Regions from separate parts of the Zea mays genome. Here region 2 is linked to region 1. A link is a contact called in public Hi-C data. All regions are on one chromosome and are shown on one strand. Each heading gives the region's core, a stretch centred on a gene start, on an enhancer-like site or on the middle of the called end of the contact. The rest is flanking DNA. Distances are from core to core; before and after follow the strand shown. Region 1 holds the start of LOC100273068. Region 2 holds the start of LOC103632740 (probable methionine--tRNA ligase).

What was found. Hi-C and Micro-C count contacts between places; a contact is called where the count stands out from the background.
Region 2: a contact with region 1 is called in a Hi-C map of leaf, with 5 times the contacts expected there. The contact joins the promoter of LOC103632740 here to the promoter of LOC100273068 in region 1. A contact is called at or near these places in 4 of 25 Hi-C or Micro-C datasets (bundle sheath, ear and leaf).

What each region holds. Positions count from the first base shown.
Region 1 is chr1:26,376,958-26,381,709 of Zm-B73-REFERENCE-NAM-5.0, forward strand. LOC100273068 reads right to left here and starts at 2,358. Exons shown (of 3, transcript NM_001147517.1): 1 at 1,942-2,358; 2 at 1,381-1,548.
Region 2 is chr1:26,660,957-26,665,708 of Zm-B73-REFERENCE-NAM-5.0, forward strand. LOC103632740 (probable methionine--tRNA ligase) reads right to left here and starts at 2,868. Exons shown (of 17, transcript NM_001351673.1): 1 at 2,695-2,868; 2 at 2,451-2,595. The coding sequence starts at 2,809.

The DNA.
Region 1 (4,752 bases), core at 1,108-3,607:
TGTACCATAACATAGAACAATCAAATTGGTATGAGGATGGTAAGAAATTGCTGCCCTCTAAATAGAATTGCCCACCTTTGAAACATGGAATTTCAATTGTTTGCCAACCCAGCTAATTCTTTAACAAACCTTGTCAATCATATAATGCCAATGGCAACACATATTTGACATCTGGTGATACCAACTGGATCTTAAAACCTCTATCTATGAAATCTGACAAGATACTGATGTAGTAATGGACTATCTAGAAGAATGCCCAAAAACTATGCATAATACAAGATGTTCGGAGCCTTGACATTTTGTAACTCCACCAAATTTGGCTCAAGCCCCAGATTGACATCTTCAAATCAAATTTCACACAGTAACAATTGAGATTATCAAACACTTCTCACAAATATATTCATGCATGCCAGAATTAGTTGTACTATTCATTAATTTGTGCTAAAAAAAGTCCATCACCATCGCATATTAAAGTTCAAAGCATATGTGGGTTCCTAAGGCAACACATATATGCCAAATAAAAAATCAATTATATGTCGTGATTAAGAAGCTTATAGCTGTAGCTTGCAAGTGCTCATTTACAAAAAAAACATAAAGAAGAAGAAGAAGAAACAGAGTTTGTCAATGGTGCTACAAATAATTCAAATATTGAGTAACTTTACAAATCTGAGAAACTTAATAGAAAGAAATTAAATATCTGCTTCATATGTTTGGCCATCCTGTTTATCTTCTGTAGCAAGCTTGAATCCAAACAAATTTTCCGATACAAAACCAGCAAGCATGGTTGAGGCTCAAGAAGGTCAAACCAAAACAAAACAACATGAACCAAACAACAAAAGGCAGACAACAGATACTTAAAGTCACACGACACGACAAAATCAAAGGCAGAAGATGAGGCAGCAGGACTTCATGGAAGAATCGGACGAAGATCAAACCATGCCACCTATAAAGAACTGAAGTATCCAAGTAAAGATCAGCAAATACCTTGTAACGTCCAGTCCGGGAATTCGCCATGGCTTAAAAACAAAACTGAACACCAAATGATCTAGGTATGAAGCATGTATCCTTTTTAGGGCGGCTGAGGATGCCCGAGGTGGCAAGAGAAAGAGTGGAGACCAGTATGCAATAACCACCTAGCAGCTAGCCCTATGAACTAATCTCGTGGGGCATAATGCGTTTTGTCCATGACAGGCAGGGAAGTCAAACAAGCTTGGGGCACGTCGCAACCATGTTAGGTTGCTAGGATGACAGGACGTGTTAGAAATATCAACGGGAGGTATTGTACCACATAAGCACTTGTCCAAGTCAAGGAGGACAAGTTAGACGAGGTCACAATAATGGCGTGTGCTAGTTTCTGATAAGAAAACAAGTACAGCGTACCTCAGGAATCTTCCTTCGCAGCTATGCAAATTGGACAGATCCCTCTCAACTACCACAACGTGACAGAGCTCCAGAGCCTCAAGACGAACGAACAAGTCGGTGCTCCCTGAACTCGGTGCTAGAGAGCCGGCGCAGCCAACCAATCAGTCACATGAAGCGTTGCTGAGTCTGTTTTTTTTATAAAAAAATAGCAAAGAAAAATAATGGAATTAGTTAGTCACCTCGCCGGAGCACGCGTCCTATGCTAGCGTAAGAAGTCATTGCACGAACTAAACGCCGCCATGGACAGAAGAAAAGAAAACGTCAATTGTTAGCAGTGAGGGCATCCCATCAGGACCAATGACAGCCGCTTCGCATAGTAGTAGTTCCGTGCGCAGCCTGAACATGGCAGGAGATTTATTGATTAGCACCACATGTACCCACGGAGACGTCGCAAGAAACCTCCCAAATGATGGCCATCAACGGCGTCGCCTCAGGTTAGGCTTAGGGTTCTTCTGGTACCTGCACTGAACTAGCAACGGGTCGAAAAGCCCAGAGGAAGCAGATGATAAAAACTCTCACCTTTCAGACACTTCCTCCAGCCCTGGTGAATTCGGTGCTGTGGGGGACGCCAAACGATGGGCGCGGCGATTTATCGCGGGGTTTCCCGTTGGACGGAATTGTTCTCTGCGCGGTGGTCGCCGGAGGTGGGGAGCCGGATCTGGATACTTGCGAACACGCGGCCGTGGACGGGTAATAACTGCGCGCGCGCGCGAAGGGGAGCCTAGCACTAGCAGTGAGGGCGTGCGATTTGAGAACCAGCAATAGGTAAACGAGGAGGCCACGGCAGATCTTTTGCAGGCGGGGACGATGATTGAATTTACTAATGCGACTTTCTGCTTCTGATGGTCTGACCCGCGAGCCGCGCAGAGGAGATCTCGAGGCGCATTCCGCCTCGCGGGCTCCCTCGCCCTTGCGTGGCACGCTCGCGGTCACGCGTGAACCTTCCGATTTGTCATGTTCTTCCCGCCCCTGATCTAATAAGTGACAAGCGAACAAGGATGGAAACGGGGTGCCGCGCCCGCCATATCCGTCGTCGCCGGCGAGGCGGCGACACTGCACGGTTGACTGGTCGGCGGTCCATAAGGGGATTGGGCTGGGTCGATAGTTATTGGGCTGCTGGGCTGATATTTTACGATTTAGGCCCAGTTTATTTGATTTTCTAAGTAGCTTTTGGACCTCCAAAGCTGGAAGTAGACACTACCAAATCTCTACTAATTATTAAGAAGGCACCGTAGACTGCCCCCGCCCGTGTGTCTGCGCCCACCCGCGCGAAACGCTCGCCCGGCCTCCTGTCCGCCGCCGCGAATCCCGCACGCCCACCACCGCGAAACCCGCACCTACCGCCCCCATGCCGCATATCCGCCCCACGCCCGGGAACCCCATGACCACCGCATATCCGCCCCATGTCGCGGAACGCCCGCCTCCCTACGCCGCTAAACAACCACCGAGAAACCCCCGCTCGCCGTCCCTACGCACGCCGCGAAACGCCCACCACCCGATTCACCCACCTCTCCGTCCACGGTCGCCTCCTCCACGCCGACGAGAAGGCTCGCCCACCTCTCCGTCCATGGGCGCCTACGATGCGCGCCTCTGCTCGCTCCTAGCCGCGCCATGGTTGTCGCCGTCCTCCACCTCTCCCTCCACGGCTGCCTCCTCTGCTCTATCGATTAGGCTCGCCCAACTCTCCGTCCACGGCAGCCTCCGCCGCGCACCTCCTCCATGCTGTCGAGAAGGCGGAGGATGCGATGTCGAACCGCCATCAGGTCCATGTTCTTGCGTGGCCTCACCGGACGCCCAGGTGCTCCTCCGTGGCGTCAAGAAGGTGTAGGACGCAACGACGAACCGAACCAAACCCACGCAGGACCTTGGGAAGCTGGAGACTGACGAGCAAAAGGAGGTCACCTACTACGATGCAGATCCAGTCATGTGTGGTCTCCTTTCATGAGCTGCTCTTCGGGCCCCTGATGGTGGCGGGCTCGAGGAGGGGAACCTCTTCGCTGAGGAGCGCCTGCGGCGAGAGCGCAGCTTCGGGGTCACCCGCTATGATGTCGAGGCCACCCCAGTGGTCGGCTACTTCCCCTTTGGGTACGACTGTATCCTTTACTGGGTCCGCCCTTATTCTGTACAACGCATCCCTTCCCTTCGTGAGGCACAGCCAGATCAGACTATTTTATGAGTTCATTAGCCACCCTACATGAAGTTTTTAGAATACACCCCCTTCGACAGGTAAACGTGGTGTTTTCTTTTGTCGGTGATGTGCTTTTGGTTGCATGAGATCAATTCGTTTTCCCCAATCTACTTATTTTTTGTTGTTTTGTTGATGTTTCCAGCATAAATTTGTTCCTCGAGCAGCTCAACCCTGGTGATTGTACAATCAAAGGGAACCTCGATGCCTTCTCATGTAAGAAACTAGGAACATGCCCATTGCGTCTTTTGTTGAGCATGAGCTACATGCTTTCAATAAGCTGGTATATTAATTTGCAGGGAAGCACACTATGACGACCTTCGGCTTTCAACAAACCTAAAACGTGAGGTGCATGCTTTTCCTCTTTTCCTGGATCCATGGATTATATTGTCACTTAGATCAATTTTCTTCCAACAAGGTTATTAATCATGTGTAATCCAGTGTTTTGTTTATAAATTTTTGTCTTCTCTGCCTTGAATCATAGCAGAGCGAAGCAAAGTGTTTTGATTGGTTAGATACTTCCAGATAGTCCAATAAGCCTTGTGTTGTATGGTTTTGGCATGGACAGTGATGCTTTCAATAACTATATAACTCAAGTATGCAACATACACCTCACAATCTTTGCACCCCAACCATATATTATATGTCCTGTGGTCTATTCAATCCCCTCTTGCCATCATGGTGTTCACAAAACCACAAACTTCCAATTCACACGTTTCAGAAAATCAAAGGAATGGTCCACCATGATGCGCTTACAATTAATGCCTGGCTCTGTCTTGAATGGAACTCCATCGGAAGCTATCATGGACAGACACCTCTAACTCCTCCCCGTCCTACGAGGTTCATAGCAATGGCGGCACCGGAATCTCTTTCCCTCAGGTTTGCTTTTTGTTCATTTCCCTGTACCACGTGATCATTCAGGATTATTGTAGTCAGTTTAGCCTGAAGCCTAATTTGTGTGCATAACATCTTCAGTACAACGATAGCTACATGGTGCCAACATTAGGTGAGCTAAGGCAGGAGCTATTCAACCAAGTGGTGTTTCTGTGTGCATAACATCTTCAGTACAACGATGGCTACATGGTGCAAACATTAGGTGAGCTACGGCAAGAGCTGTTCAACCAAGTGGTGTTTAGTAACCACAT
Region 2 (4,752 bases), core at 1,618-4,117, 280 kb after region 1:
TTGTTCAATTGTCAGCAATCGGGATACAATCTTCACAAGCGTTTTTGGACTAAGCTCTTCAAGATGGCCGGTGTGAAACTGCATATGAGTTCAGCAATCCACCCACAGACAGATGGCAGTCTGAGGTGGTGAATAGCGTCATTACCATATGCCTACGCTGCTTGGCAAGAGACCGACAAAAATCATGGCTCTGGTGGCTCCCCTGGGCGGAATTCTGCTACAATTCCTCCTATCAAACAGCCATCCGGTGCTCTCTCTTCAAGGTAGTATATGGCAGAGAGCCGCCGGCTTTGCTGCCCTACCAACCAGGGTCTTCCTATATTGCAGCTGTTGACACACAGCTCCAGGCACGGGATGAGTTACTAGCTGATGTACCGGAAAGGCTCATTCAGGCACAGGTGACTATGAAGGGCTATCAGCGAAGACCCCTTGAGTTTGCTGTCGGAGACTGGTTATGGTTACGTCTGCAGCAGCACACAGCAGTTGGGGTCATCACAGCAGCTCCATCCAAACTCGGACCCAAGTATTTTGGGCCCTATCAGATTCTACAGCGCATTGGCACCGTCTCATACAAACTTCAGCTTCCACCACGTGCTAGAATTCACGACGTTTTCCATGTCTCTTTGCTTAAAAAGTATGAAGGTGCAACCCCCTCAAAGGTTGTTCCAATGCCCGAGCTGCTAAATGGTCGTGTCATCCCTACACCAGAGACAGTCCTGCGTGCTAGGTTAAACAGGAGAGTTTGGGAAGTCCTTGTCAAATGGACTGGACATTCACAGGAAGATGGTTCATGGGAGCAAGTTGAGGACTTCAAGCAGTGATACCCATCGACAGAGCTCGTGGACGAGCTCTCTGTCGGCGAGGGGGGAAATGTTATGGACGCGTTCCTAGGGCGTCAGTATATGCGCCGGCGTCCCTAGTTATTTAGGATATTATCCCAAATAACAGGGAAGGGCTTATCCTTCTCCCTGCAGGGCTTATCCCTTTAGATTGCATATTAGTTAGATGAAAATATCCAGCTCCTCTGATCTATAAAGAGGGTGGTAGGATGTACTAGGGGAATTATCAAAGAAGTCATACCTGCTGGGTGGCTCCTCTGGTCATCGTGGCTGACTCCTAGTCCAACTCCAGTGACCCTGGGAACCCTCCCAGCCGACCCCCATACCCACTGCGTTCCATTCCTCTATCACATCTACTCCTCCACGCCCCTCTGAGGTCCCCAAAGCGGCCACGCCATATCAATATCATAGAAGCCCAATTTTAAAAGATATTGAAGATATATAAATGATGAACTCTAACAAAATTGCAGCATTACATACATTCAGTAATTCCAGATTGAACACACAAAACAAACCAGATGATCAATAATTAAGTTACCAACCAGACAACCAACTTCTTCCTCTGATCACAAATATAGGTCATTTAGAACAGAGGGAGAGGGGCACAGTCTTCAATGTAATGCTTTGACATGCAATTTTTGTTAAAATATACTATTTTAAACATGGAAGATTATGCATTATGAATGTATTTTCCATAATGAAAATAGTAACATCAACCATGTGTTGTAAATCTATGCTAGTTTTCAGTTTCGTATACTAATGGTCCAAGTTAAGAAAGTCTTACAACAAAAAAACAGCAACAAAGCCTTTTGTCCCAAGCAAGTTGGGGTAGGCTAGAGTTAAAACCCAATAGAACACACAAGTAAGAAAGTCTTACTGCATAGTCTCCTAAAACAACCTACATTCGGAATCAAAGATAGTATTCCATACATCAAATCATTTATCAACAGAAATCTAGGCACCAACTAGCTTCTGTACCGCTGGTCCTGTTCAATGTGATTCAGGAAAAGTCTATCCGGAATTCAGCAATAGAATCGATTGAAGAAAACCAATCAACTGATATGCTAAAACTTTACCACTTTGTCCCGCAAGGGCAGGTGCAGCTCATGGCTCTTAACAGACATTATGAGCAGTTAACAAAATCTCTTATCATGGAGTGTGGGCAGTTGCATGATGAATCGGGGCTCTGGCAGGCGTTGGGACCAAGGGCTGGCCTTCTATCCAGACTGCACTGTCGAACGGCTACCCGAGCCAAAAATAAATAACTGAAATATGTTATACATGCTTTGGACAGGTAAATGCTTAAACAAGCTCCTAAATTGAAGCATCTGTCAAATGGTTAGTTCCATTGTAGGCTGGAACTATTGCAGACAAGCTTAAGGACGTGACGCTTGCCCTGTCTCTCTCTTTAAGAGCCCACATAAACATCTTTGCACTGTACTGTACACACCCTGAGTCCCTGCTTATTGGCTTACTGTAGTTCTCAAGTATTATAGTGCGCATTAACATACTTCCGTTCTACTGCAACCTCAGACAGCTCGAGAGGAATTAAACCAAACCAATTTCTCAACAACAAGTAAGAAAGGTGATGACAAACAGAGGCGGGCTTACTTATCGCAGATCTCCTTGGGCGTGCACTTCTCCTCCATGGCCTTCGTCTCGGTGGCGGTGCCATACTCGTCAGTCCCGCATATGTAGATAGCGTTGTAACCCCGGAGCCGGCAGTATCGCGCGAACACGTCGGCGCTGAGCACACCTGCGCACAAGACCGTCGAAATGAATCCCCATCACACGGGAAACAGGAAAGGGACAGAAACGGATGAGAAAAAAAAATCGGGGGCAGGCGGATGCTCACAGCCGATGATGTTCCCGAGGTGGGGGACATTATTGACATAGGGAAGTGCGCTGGTGATAAGTATGTTGCGCCGGCCGGGAATCGGCAGCTTAGGCGGCGGCGGGGACGACGCCATCGGGAAAGAAGAGTTTAGGGCTAAGCTAACAGGATGGCTAGTTGTGCGAGACTGCGAGTGGGTCAGTCAGACAGTCACTCGGTCTCCTCTGAAGCCTAACCCGGTCTCCCGCTGAACACGGGTCCCACCTGTCAGAACTCAGAAATAGCTCGAATCGTAAAGCATCCTCTGGTGCTATGCTCAGCTCTGCCGCGCTTGTCGTCTGCCCGACTACCGTCGGCTCTCTCCGCCGCCGTTGACACCTGGCGAAATAGATGAGTCCCCTGTCTCCGTCAATCCCACGGATGAGAAAAGTTAGGGGATAAGATGCAGCTGATTAGGGATTTCTTCGTTTGTGGGTAAGTTCTAGGTTGGTAGTTTGCATGTTTTGATCAACTAGTCTCGACCCAGTCCTTGGATTGCATGTTTGCCAGCCAGTGGATTTTGAGCATTTCAGGACGGAGAAGATCATATCAACGCTGAATATCTTGCTTTGCTGGTTAGTAATCTCTGTGTGTGCAGTGCAATTAATCCTGCTGTGCCGTATCCTTCTGGTTTGAAGAATTTTGGTTTGTGGTTGCATTGCATCGAACCGAGCAAGTTTCTATAACTGAAACCTGAAGGATTCCAGACTCAACTTTTTGCGCGGCAATTGTGCTCGAATTTGCCAGTATGCCATCAGATAGTTTTGTGTTGCTTTTTGACTTTTTTTCAGATGAACTTTAACCTGGAATTAAAATGGTTTGGTACAGAAAACTCAAGCTTTTGATGCAGGCGTCCACAGCAAGATAATGTTCCCTTCGCTTCGTTCAGTCTCCGGTACCTTCAAAAGCTGCTTAATGAACTTCACTTTATTCTTCGGTGTTGAAAAAAAACTGTCAAAGATAACAACGAAGCCTTTTATGAAACTGAAACAGCTAGAAAAGATCAGGTTTCAGTTTTTATTATTATGGAAAATGGTCATCTAAGAGAAGTGCAGAAGAAGAGTGAGCTTCAATCCTCTGAACAAAATGGTCGCGGCCTTTAGAAACGAGCACACTCTACTGATCAACTAACGTAACCTAGTGGTAGAGTGCAAGTTTTAGTGGTTAGCCTTCTACGTATTCTAGATTTGCTTTTCTGCTGCTGTGTGTGGGCACGTTCTGTTGCTTCCTGAAAAAAAACAGTGGGAGTTCCAAACAAAATGATCCCGGATGATAATGCATAAAAAGGATTACTGAGAACCACACCGTTGTAGCTTAACCTACAATCTAATACCCATTGTCAAGTAGCATTACTTCATAATCATGGGGCACTCAGGAGATAAAGTCCATTGCACATCGGATTGAGAAGGGAAAGGTACAGGCAATTAACACGCCGGTACATCATGTTGTTTGGTTCGTGTCACATTACTAAAAGCTGAGTACATGTGTCCCTGATTCATAGCAAGGACACAACGAGCACTCTGCAGCTTGACCTACAAATTAACGCTCGTGTGGGCTATCACCGCAATAACATTATCGCACATAGGGAATGAAAGGGAAATGCACCGAGACACTCTACATCGTGAGGGGTTAGGTCCGCGTCCAAAAATTCAGAAAAAAATCATGTTCGTGATTGAAATTATTTTTTTGTTTGAAACCATGATTGAAATTATTGGCTCTGGACAAGCATGATTAGTGGGGTTAATCTTGATCTGACTAGTAACAACTAGCACTGACGTTGTGGTATTCTGAATTCTGACCTCCACATGTTTCCAACAACCAATTCATGCATCATCGTTAGCTCAATAGGTGGAAATAATACCGCAAATATTTATTCCAGGCATGTCGGCTCCAATTGGGGATGAAATGAAGCAACAAATTTCATTTCACTGAACAAAGGGTGCATACAATGGGCGGTCTTGAGCTTGAGATGATGAATGTAAAAAAAAATTAAAACACGGATCTTAGCTCTATGCTCGAGATAAAAAGACATAGTTGATT